2 separate regions of the Mus musculus genome follow, and region 2 is linked to region 1. A link is a contact called in public Hi-C data. All regions are on one chromosome and are shown on one strand. Each heading gives the region's core, a stretch centred on a gene start, on an enhancer-like site or on the middle of the called end of the contact. The rest is flanking DNA. Distances are from core to core; before and after follow the strand shown. Region 1 overlaps Eps8 (epidermal growth factor receptor pathway substrate 8). Region 2 overlaps Gm38915 (a long non-coding RNA gene).

Region 1 (5,774 bases), core at 2,994-5,493:
GAAGGAAGAAGGGAAGGAAGAAGGGAAGGGAAGGGAAAAAAGAAAAAGAAAGAGGAAAAGGAAAAGGGAAGGAAAGGGAAGGGAAGGGGAAGGGGAAGAAGGGGAAGGGGATGGGGAAGGGGAAGAGGAAGGGGAAAGGAAGGGAAGGGAAGGGAAGGGGAAAGGAAAGGAAAGGAAGAAAAACAAAGAGGAAGGAAAAATAATCCAAATTTGGTTTCAATTCTGGATCTTTCTATCACTTCCCCACCCACGTGCACAAATTTACACAAGACAGAGGGACACACTAAGCTACTCAAGGGGAGACTGGAGTCACCTCCTGTTGGGAAATGCCACAGGGCAAGTGAAGCTGCTTCAGCAAGGAGAATGTGGGCAGAACTGAGGGGTGGGGATGCAGGGAGACATGAAAATTCTATCAGTCAAAGAGCTTCTTTATCGAGACTTTGACTAGAAGTCAATGCCAAAAAGACCTCTGTGAGACTACTAACACACTGGGCACTAACTGAATATCTAGTAATATCTGGGTAATGACAAGGAAATCATAGTCAAATCTCTTAGAAGCATTAATATATGGGGCATAACAGACACTGTACTTAATTTAATGTCGTTAGGATTAAAATTGACTTGACTTCATAAGGGAGGGTATAACAAATATATATATGGCGCACGTGGCTATAATTCCAGCACTTGGAGGGTGCGAGGTAAGGTCAGGCCCAACCTGGGCTACATGGTGAGACCTTGACGCATACACAAACAATGCAACTACCTGAAGCAGAAAAGGAACAAAGCAAGATGGGCCAAGGATTAGCAGCCACTGAAGCTATGATTACACTGGGTCTGTTATATTATTCTGATATATATATCTGGGTAATGACAAGGAAATCATAGTCTAATCTCTTAGAAGCATTAATATATGGGGCATAACAGACACTGTATTTAATTTAATGTTGTTAGGATTAAAATCAGCTTGACTTCATATATATATATGAATTATTCAGTGATATACTTTTAAAAACAAGAAAATATTATGTCAAAACTAGTGCCTTTTGTATTACAATAGAAACATAAAAAATTACTAATTTAAAATGTAACCAACTGATCCCAGAAGGTAACATACTTGTGTTCATTAAATAGCAACAGCAACCAGTGCCTCAGAAACACAGCATTTCTCACAATAGCTGGCTTGACAAGATCCATTTCATTTGCTATTAACTGCTAATGCCTTTACTGGTAATAACAATACACCAAAATAGCAAGTTCTCTGCAAAGTAAACATTGTTTAAAACTATCAGAAAATTGCCAGGCTCTGGGGGCTTGGTTCTGTCACTGTTTTTTTTTTTAAGGATTTGTTTTTATTGTTTCTCCAGATGTCTGCATGTGTGTCTGTATGGCAGTATGTGCCTATGTGAGTGCAGGTACTCAAGCAGGCCAGAAGAGGGCGCTGGATACCCTGAAGCTAGAGTCACAGATGGTTGTGAGCTACACAATTTGGGTGCTAGGAACCAAACTTACATCTTCTGCAAATGCAGCAAGTATTCCTGACCCCCCCAACCCCCCCCCACCCCACCCCCCTCTCCCGTGGAGGTCATTTACTTCCAAAGTTTCTATTCACTTTTTCTTGGCATGGGATACACTACTGAAGGACACAGGATGAACTAATTGGTAAATGATGGCTTACATTCTTCAAGACTTCATGATGGACTTGTCAGTTAAATTATTTCAAACACTCAGGTGACAAGGTAGAATTGGGCATAAATTGCTGAAGAAAAAAAAAACAAAAACAAAGACTTTGAAGATCAATTTTGGTTTTATTACCTATGAGCTTTTTATTTTATCAAGCAAGTTCTAGATCCTTTATCTGAAAGTGAGTACAAAAACCTTTCTTTCAGCCAGTGTGGCAAGGTAGCATCCACTTTGGTAAGTCTGCATTCAGAGGCCAGCAGCAGAATTCTTGCCATCTGGCGAGTGGTCATGCTTAAGAATGTATTCTATGTATGAGACATCTCACATATTTTAATATTTTATATACAGTACATTATTCTGAGTGCCTAGTGTTAAATACCTAGTGGCAAATTTTCTAATTGTCAGCACCTAGTTATTTTTCTGATATTTAACATTATTTTTATGCCAGCTAACTACAGACTCACTTCTAAAATGTCAAGAACAACACCGTGGTTGTAAATGAACATCAAGAAACACATCTGAAGTCCTTTTTCATATTGCAGCCTAGAGTAGACTCCTCAGTAACCAGCAAGATTTTGTCTGTAATTTTACTGCTCTAAATTGTAGTCTAGGCATAAATGTCACTAGAAAAGTTTAAAGACAGACTTCTGTGATGTCTGATTTAGCTGTCATGTTCACACAACTCAGAGGAGGGAACTTCACCTGAGGAATTGTCTCCATGAGAGATCAGCCTGTGGGAGTTTCTTTGGGGCATTTCCTTTACTGCTAATTGTTGTGGGAGAGCCCAGCCCACTCTGGTGGTCCTGAGCTGTATAAGAAAGTTATCTGAGCAGAAAAGAAGAGGATAAAGGAGAGGAGAATAGGGGAGAGGAAGAGAGAAGACAGGAGAGAGAACTGGTCACCAGGCAGATTTCCTCCATGGTTCTTGCCTCAGCTTTTGCTTGTGTCCCTGCCCTGCTTTCCTTCAATGACAGACTATAATCGGACATCTAAGCCAACTAAAGCCTTTCTTCCCCTGGTTGCTTTTGGTCAGTGTCTTACATCACAGCAACAGCAAAGCAAGCTAGGATGGCTTATTCTTCCAGATGCCCAAAGTTACAATTTCAGAGGACCTAAGGGACCTAGATGAAAACATATCCAAATAATTCTTTGTACTTAGTGATCAGCCTCCTATTGTTAGAAATCCCTCACCTTCAGAAACAAAGTATCAGCCAAAACCAGCTTTCTCTGAGCCCACTTGACCTGACTTCTAGGGGCATGGCTATCATGTGGTAGCAACATTTGTTTACAGATCTGTCTCATAGTCAGATACACATGCCAAAAGGAGAGAGCAAGACACAGACATGTTTTACTGTGATAGGAGTCCCTGCAGAATGCCTGGTAGCAGGAGGTGTTTAACAAATGCTTGGGGGATCCACCCATGAGTACATCCACTCCCAGGACTTGTGGGTCAAATCTGCTATGGCTTGGAGATGGTCTGACCGTGTCTCCAAAATGCTCACCGACGGAGGTTTGGTGGTTCACCTTTAAGAGTTTAGAAAAGTTAATTAGGTCAGTGGGGTGGGGGGAGATTCCTGCCTTCAGCAGAGATTAATGCTGGTGTCAGAAGAAAGCTGGCTCTTCTCAGGAAATGAGCAAGTGTGACAGTTGACTCTCTCTGCCTCCCTGTCCTGCTCAAATCCTCCCATCATTGTAACACAGTTTGTCATAAGTCCCTCACCAGGGGCTAGATCAGGGGGCTATCCCACCTTGAACTTTCAGTCTCTAGAATGATGAACTACGTAAACCTCTTTATTTATAAGGTGTCTAAGCCCAGGGACCTTATTTTAAGCATTAGAAAAGTCACAACACAGAATCATAAGGTGGCGCACTATTAGATATTCCTTGTGGAAATCCACCAATCTGGGGCTAGAATCTCAGAAGATCTTCACCCGAGTTTCACCTCTGCCCCTCCATCCACAGAGGCCACATTTTTTTCAGCTAATTCCCACCCAGAACAATCTAAAGTCAAAGTTTCCCAGTCCCAGAGCCTTCGAAATGCAGTACTTACGCTTGCTTTTCCTTTTTAAGAATATTTTCAGTTTATTCGCACATGCATACAATGTGTTAGTGTGATCTCCTTCATTCCCAGCCATCTTAGGCCCATGTGACCTCCTCTCAACTTCATGCATTATTTTTTAATAGCCCAGCAAGTCCAAAATGTGCTGCCCATATTGAGGGTGTGGAGCCATGCACTGTAGCATCATACATTTAGCAGGAGCCACGCCCTTAAAGAAAGCAGACTCCCTTCCCCAGATAAGTCATCAACTGTCATTAGATCCTCAGCTGGGGTAGAGGCTCATGGGCCCCTCCCCATTCCACCACATAATGTTGCCTGGCTTTATCCTCTGCAGGTCTTATTCAGGCCATTATGTCTGATCTGCTAATTCATCGTAGCATTTTATACCCTGGGTATTACATCACACACATGATACTTTTAAATCGTGTCATCGTCTTAGTCACCCTGTCACCTGGGAGTATATAGTACTCTCCTGCTGTAGTGAAGAGCTGAGGTCTAAGGAGGTCATAAAACCTGTTCAAAGTCCCAAAGTTATTGAACAGGATCTGAATAACAATAGAGTTCCCGGTCTCCATCTCCGGGAGAACACTGTTAATTGTAGGCATCGGCTTCACTGTATTCGGGGATACCTAGTTAGCTGTGGAGTACATTTCTAAGCATTTCTGAACATGCCAGTGAGCATGATTCTGGAGGTCAGTCTGCCGAGTGGGGTCCATCTTCCCTGACTGTGGACAGTCACCCTCCAATCAACTGGAGGTGCAAATGGAACACTGTGGTAGCAGAAGAGTCCGTTCCTGCTCTCTCTTCCAGATCCAGGATGCCCATCTTCTCTTGCCTGTGCATGGCCGAGCTCCATGTTCTCTGGCTTTCAGAATGAAACTTGGGCCTTCCCTACCAGGCTCTCAGGAATCAGTCCTTAGTCTGAGAATTACATCAACGGCTTCCCTAATGCTGAGGCTTCTGGACCTGGACGGTCACAGCTACTGATGTCCTTGGTTCTCTGATACAAGGAGAGCCCACGGTGAGCTGTCCCAGCCTCCAGCCTTGTGAGACAAATCCCTTCTCATCTGCCTCTGTCTCTGTAGCTCTCTTGGCTGCTTCTCTCTGGAGACTCCTAATGCAGCGGTATTACCAGTAAACAAAGCTTGTCACAAAAGCCGCTAAAGGTCCCCTGAGGTCACTTTAAGTGTTTTAATGAGCTTTTAAAAGGCAATGTTGGTGTCCTTGTGGGAGCTGTCAGTCTTCCTTCTCGGTTCTCTGACACACAGAGAACTCGAGTCAGCACATGTGGCTCTCAGGCAGCAGCTAGGATGGGGATAGAAATCGCGTTCAAAGGAAGAAACCCTGGGATCCAAGGACTAAAAAAACTCAAATTAGTGGATATAGAACTCACTGAATAAAGATCTAGTACTGACTAAAATCTATGTAAGTCTTATAAACTGTAGATCATGGGGCTGGAGAAATGGCTCAAAGGTTAAGAGCATTTGCTGTCTTCTAAAGGACAACACCCATGTCAGAGATCTTACAGCCTGTAACTCCATGGGGTCAGACACTCTCTTCTGGCTTCTGCAGGAAACTGCAGTCATGTGCACATACCTGCACAGAGATACATAATTACAAATAAAAAATTAATGCTGAAAAAAAAAACCAACCCTGTAGGTCACACACAAGAACCCACACTAAATTAACTAAATAGAACACATGAGTGGATGCTCACAGTCAGCTATTGGATGGATCACAGGGCCCCCAATGGAGGAGCTAGAGAAAGTATCCAAGGAGCTAAAGAGATCTGCAACCCTATAGGTGCAACATTATGAACTAACCAGCACCCCGGAGCTCTTGACTCTAGCTGCATATGTATCAAAAGATGGCCTAGTCGGCCATCACTGGAAAGAGAGGCCCATTGGACACGCAAATTTTATATGCCCTAGTACAGGGGAATGCCAGGGCCAAAAAATGGGAATGGGTGGGTAGGGGAGCGGGGGGGGGGGGAGGGGAGGGTGTGGGGGACTTTTGGGATAGCATTGGAAATGTA
Region 2 (6,065 bases), core at 2,065-4,564, 120 kb after region 1:
ATCATCAGAACAAAATGGCTAAATCAACATAATTAGGATGTCACCTGAATGATTTATACAGTTATGGTTTAGAGATTATTCAATTAGTTTTCTAAAAACAAAACAAAACAAAACAAAACATAAGCAAAAAAAAAAAAACCAAAACAATAACACAAAGTGAGATTGCTGTTTCATTTGCTGAAACTGTGACAGGCTATCTCTGTAGAGGTATGAATTTAACATTAAGGAAACACTGTACGGAAAAGTCATTACTGAAGGAGTTTCCCCCCCCCCCCATGCCCTTAGGAATCGTTTGCTTTCTCTCTCTCTCCTGTTAGGCTATGGTTTAGAAATTGAATGTATTACTAATTCTGCCTCCACTGGATGCCTTCTGACTCAAGAGACTAACACTTTAGCAGAAACATCTGCAGATCTTCTGAGAAGCAGCCAATAACGCGGAGTCTCCTTTGGCAGAAAAAAAAAAAAATCCTGGGCTAGGAGCCCAGTCCATGGCTGTCTGTATGAGGGACAATGAGGCCAGTTCTGACATCTAGAGAAGACCCGATCACTCAGGGGGGCAGTAAGACGTGGAAAAGTAATGTTTTCTGATTATTTTCCTGCAGTTGAAACACATGGGAAGATAGGAGTGGGCAGACGAGTTGAGAAATGCTTACTGACGTAATTAAAATGGAGAGGTGAGTTATTCTATGGAAAGTTTTGGGTCATTATAAAACGTTGCTGTGTAAAAACAAAAAAGGTCGGAGTATTTCGTCTGGTATTGGTTAAATCAGTTTCATAGCTACAGAGTTATGAGCAAACACATTTGAGTTTACAGACTAAAGACTCCTCGACATTATGCATCTCTTGCCAGCTCGAATCACCTTTGGACACGATAAGTGACATTTCTACTTTCAGTCTCCCAGGCTTTAAAATATATATAATTATTATTACTACTAGTAGTAGTAGTGGTAGTAGATAGTAGTAGTATTCCTTTAATTACCCAACCAGGACTCTACCAGACCTCCAAAGACCCCTCATTAGAACACCTCCCTCTGGCTCGATAATTCTGAATGCTGAAGAACTGAAGACCCTCATCTTCAGTTGCTACCGGGATGGATTTCATGTACACACCTATATTAGTTACTTTTCTCATCGCATTGACAAAATGCCTGACAAAAGAGAGTTAAGAAAGGGTTTATTTCCGGCTCATCATTTAAGAATACAGTCAACCATGATGTGGAAAGGCTCTCGGCAGCAAGCACACGAGGCATCTGGTCACGTGGTGCCAGCGCTCTCGAAGCAGAGAGAGAGAGAGAACAACACTGGTGCTCAGCTGGCTTTCTCCTCTTTAAAGATTCCCTAACTCTTGTGTGTGTGAGTGTGTGAGTGTATGTGTGAGTGTGTTCATGCATGAGTGTGTGTACATGTGTTAGTGTGTATGTGCATGAGTGTGTGTAGCATGAGTATATGAACATGAGTGTGTATGTGTGTATGCTCATAAGTGTGTGTTGCATGAATGTGTGCGAGTATGTATGTGCATGACTGTGTATGTGAGTGTGTGTGCATGGGTATGTGTGTGTGTGTGTGTGTGTGTATGTGTGTGTGTGTGTGTATACGTGCGTGTGTGCATACATGTGTGTGTGCACTTACTAAGGGTTAGGATCCTCTGTAACTAGAGCTATATAGGCAATTATGAGCGCCTGAAGTAGGTACTGACAACCAAACCCAAGGCCTCTGCAAGAGCAAAGTGCTCTTAATCATTGAGCCATCTCCTTTCTCCTTTTTATCGATCTTGGACCCCCCACCTTGCGGAACGTGCTAGAAAAGAGTGTGTTTTCCCAGCTAAAGGACCCCAGTGCAGAAATTCCCTAAGAGGAAAGCCCCCTGGATTTGTCCCCTGAATAATTCTAGGCCCTGTCAAGTTAACAGTCAATATTCACCAGCATCTATCCTCTCTGTATTCTAGCGCATAACTCTAATCAATATGGCAGGTCTTCACTGTCTTTGGACTACCACGAAATGCCCAAATCTAATTACTAATATCTTTTCTATATTGATGCTATGCTATTATATGTTTAAAAAAATTTATACACTGTCTCACTATATATACCTGGCTGACCTGGAACTTGCTGTGTAGACCAGGCTGGATTCAAACTCAGAGCCAGCTGGTTTGCATCTACTTCCTGAGTGCGTTAAAGGATTGTGCCAGCAGGCTTGTCTTTCTACGTGTAAAGCTTATCACTCAAGTACATTTAGAAACTACTTATATAAAAGAAGAATGTATGTATGCTACTTCTGTGTTATGCACATACAAAGTTTCTACTTTATCCTACTAACACATATTATTTAGACATCTCTATTTGTGTGTGTGTGTGTGTGTGTGTGTGTGTGTGTGTATGTGTGTGGTTATGGGAGTCCTGCCTCAGAGTCCTGAGCATCTAGGGCTACAAGTTTGTACCACTGCAGCCAGTTTGTGTGTTTTTAATTCTCAGTTTATAACAGAAATAGTCTTTCGACTCAAACAAGGGCCTCCTTGAAGCACTGTTTCCCTTGCACCGTAGGGATCTCAATTTCAGGCCAGTTCTTTCTGCCAGCTTTCCTGATTTCTCTTCTTTGCAGTCCTCAGATGCAAGTATTCCTCAACGTTTTTTTTCCCCCTTATATAATCATCTCACTGTGGCAGATTTTTCTGGGAGCTTTCATTATCATGTATATCAATGTACAAGTTTTAGAACACAGCCAAAAAAAAAAAAAAGTCTTTAACACGACTTTAACACTGTCAAAAGACCGAAATTCAGATGCAGTCTTCATGGGAAGTGTTTCATCTCTTTGTAGTCACCAGCTGCCGCTTCCTGGAATTAAAGGACCATTTTCCAAAGCAGCGCTCTGTAACAACAGTTCTCAGGCCATTGTGTGTGCCATTATCTAAAGCCTCACAGAACCCATCCTTAAAAGCAGGAGCAAACATCTGATTTTGCCCAGAAATCTGCAGCCCGGGCAGGCTTAGCTGGGTGGCTTCACTGGGTAGTTCCTCTAGAGGCTGAGTTTGGGGTGGGGGTGGGAAGTCTTCAGAGCCTAGCAGATTGCTTCCCGCAGTCAACTGTGAGCTCAGCTGTGACCTTTGTGGGGTCCCTCTGTGGTCTTGGCCATCACCACACCACAGCCTCCCTTCTAATGAGGAATATTCCAAACAGCAAACTCATAAGCATGCTGCTCCAGTGACCTTATCTTCCTTAAAACACTGACAAGGCCTTGCCTGGCCTGGGCTCTAGAGGACAGGGACAAAGCCTTTAGCCTTTGGATAGCGGTAAGGTTGGGGAAGGCCTCATGGATAAGCCCTGCCTCTTGGAATGCCTTTTCAAATCCACAATCTGCTAGGAGTTCTAATGCACCAAGTCACTCTCTGTGGGTTAATTCTGGATCATCCGCATAATCCAAAGACGCCCATATGGCTCCTCAGTTCTAAGCAGCAATTGTCTGCCTGTCTCTCCCTGGGCTAACAGTGCTCTGTCTCTGGGTGTGTAACAATCATAGACAAAATGATCTCATTTTCTATATTGTAAGAACAAATGTGTTCTCTGTGTGTGTATGTGTATGTTAGTGTGTGTGTGAGTGTATGTGTGTGTGCCTATCTTGTGTGTGTTAATGTGTAGTATATTTTGACATATGCATATATTAGTGTGTTTCTGTGCATTATGTTTGTGTGTATGTGTGTATTAGTGTGTGTGTATGTGTGAATGTATGAATGTGTGCGTGTATGTGTGTGTTAATGTGTCTGTGTGTATTATTGTGTGTATGTGTGAATGTGTGTGTGAGTGTATGTGTGTATGTGTGAATGTGTGTGTGAGTGTATGTGTGAATGTGTGTATGAGTGTGTGTGTGTGTACACTTCTATAGCAGCATCTTCACTGGAGGTCAAATCTCTGCCCCTGTTGATCAGTGTGTCATTTTTCTCTCCAGCTTTTGTAGAAAGTAATAGAGTGTGCACATAACAAGTTCCCAGCATGTCTTTTAAGAATAAATAGTTCAAACAGTGGGGTGGCTCACATAGATAATAAGACCCAGCTTATCTTCTTTCTGCTAAGGTGGCCTGTTTGTAGTTAACACCAATTTCCTGAAGTGCAAACTATGCATTGTCCTTTAAAATATTAGGGTTTTTTGTTTGTTTGTTTGTTTTTGGGAAGGATGACTCTTGGCCACGAGAGAAACCAAACTTACAGCTCTGAAAAGCACTCTATTCAAGGGAAGGCAGATGCAGCCTCACTCTGAACCCAGCATAGCTGCAGAAAATGCAACACACTGCTGCCTTAAGGGCCAGTGCTGAAACCAGCTAATCAACACGTGGGCCTCCCACTTCAGGGTTGCAAACTTTATTATTTCATAAAATACTAAAGCAAACAATGTTAAGTTGGCATTTTATTCCAAATAAAGTTATATTTTAGAAAGTTGTCTGTCTTGTTTTCCAAAGAAACACTTGTCAGTCTGCAATCCCCACATTCATTTTCCAGTGGTTGTAGATCTTTTGTGGACTCTGTGGACAGATTTGCTGTTATTAGCCTGATAACCTAGAGTCTGGGCTCTACCTCTATATAGTTACTTCATGATATCAATTTCAAATAAAACAAATAAATAAACTCCTTTGAAGAGCAAGCCAACATATTTGCAATGTAGCTTGCCTAGCAGCCTGCGTAGCTCTGAGTCTCCCCCCCCCCCCATGGGTTTGAATGTTTTTATTATATTCATACATTTTGAGGATGATATGATGAGCTACAATTTCATGGTTAGAGTTGTTTGGTTGACACACAACACAAAAGACTTAAGTCAGAGAAACAGTCAGCCAATAAACCAAAGATCTTTTTTTTTTTTCCAGTGTGAAATGTCTCTGTAAGAATGAGTTTCACAATTAGATGGATTTCTTTCAACTACTAGCTCATCTGCTTACTCTGAATTGGCAGAAGGAAGTGAATAAAGTCCTTTATATCTGTATATGGAGAGGCTGGCACCAAGCTGGCTTGTGGAGTATGGTCCTGAGTGTTACTGCCACATTCAACTGCCACATCGTCATTGAAGCTTACTTCCCTACACTTTCCAACGACCCCAATCAAAAGCACCCGTCTCACTTGGTACAGATTCATCATCACACACCTCTCTTTTATAGAATGCACTAGCCCACTCCTAAACCCTTAGGCAGCTCCCAGGACCTGGCTATGAGAATGTCAATAAAAGTGTTATGTCCCAAAGTCCCTTGTTGAACTGACTAAGTAATGGCTTTTGAGAATTTAGATCTGTGATGTTCGAGGACCACTGTGTATGAGTGTCTCCACCTCACTTCCTTGACCATCATTATCCCAGCTAAGCACGTCCACTGACCAGTCTGGCTACACACATCTAGCCTTGAGTAACTGCTGGAATCCTAACTGAAACAGCTAGTGTAGGCTCTACCTGGAAGAGAATATCAAATTCCCCACGAATCCCTGTTCTTTGTGGCTCACCAGGGAACAGCTAAGACATTGCACCACAGGCATTTAGATCACAGACATGATCTTCCATCTGCCTTATTGCCAAACACATATTAATGTCTGGTGAGTGACCTGGTGCCTCGACTTGGTCCCCAAATGTTTGGCCTTTGGTAAAGGCAGCTTGACTATCACCACATAAGCAGGTCACGCTATCATTTAGGTTTTAGGATTACAGGCGTTCCCACCAATGAATGGCGTGATCTACCATACATATATCAAGACAAGGGTTTTCCCATAAGCCTGTAGCCTTGATGCTTAAGAAATTACATGGGTCCAGTGTCGAGCGCGCCCCCAACTCGCCAGCAAGAACGACGCTGCTACAGGATCCTTCTGCACACGTTTATTCAGTCCTATTTCTTCTTTCTCTATATCTCCCTTGTTTATATCTCCCTTGTTTATATCTCCCTTGTTTTTATATCTCCCCTGTTTGTATCTCTCCCTCGTTTATATCTCCCAATAATAACAATCCTCTCTCGAATAATAATCCTCCCTCTAACCCGGGCCTCTCACTCTTTTATACTCTCAGTTCCCATCCACGCACAGCAGGCCACGCCACCTCACCAGGCA

What was found. A called contact is a pair of places that touch in the nucleus more often than the background predicts.
Region 2: a Hi-C map of rod photoreceptor shows a contact between it and region 1, with 3 times the contacts expected there. The contact joins two enhancer-like sites. A contact is called at or near these places in 1 of 15 datasets of contacts at CTCF or cohesin (the NIH/3T3 cell line), 7 of 484 Hi-C or Micro-C datasets (cortical neurons, embryonic stem cells, nephron progenitors and 2 more), 2 of 115 datasets of contacts at active chromatin or transcription factors (the NIH/3T3 cell line and embryonic stem cells) and 3 of 9 other capture datasets (adipose tissue, embryonic stem cells and liver).

Annotation. Positions count from the first base shown.
Region 1 is chr6:137,593,653-137,599,426 of GRCm38.p6, forward strand. All of the region lies in intron 1 of Eps8 (epidermal growth factor receptor pathway substrate 8), which reads right to left. Among named protein-coding and RNA genes, the nearest start is that of Eps8, 53 kb to the right of the region's middle. Within about 2 kb of position 4,244, at least 25 of the 459 cell types and tissues checked have an H3K27ac peak or open chromatin away from gene starts, as enhancers often do. A contact at or near this core is called in rod photoreceptor, where this site is marked.
Region 2 is chr6:137,710,062-137,716,126 of GRCm38.p6, forward strand. Gm38915 (a long non-coding RNA gene) reads left to right here. Exons shown (of 4, transcript XR_869522.1): 3 at 603-674. Among named protein-coding and RNA genes, the nearest start is that of Gm38915, 9.9 kb to the left of the region's middle. Within about 2 kb of position 3,315, at least 35 of the 459 cell types and tissues checked have an H3K27ac peak or open chromatin away from gene starts, as enhancers often do. A contact at or near this core is called in rod photoreceptor, where this site is marked.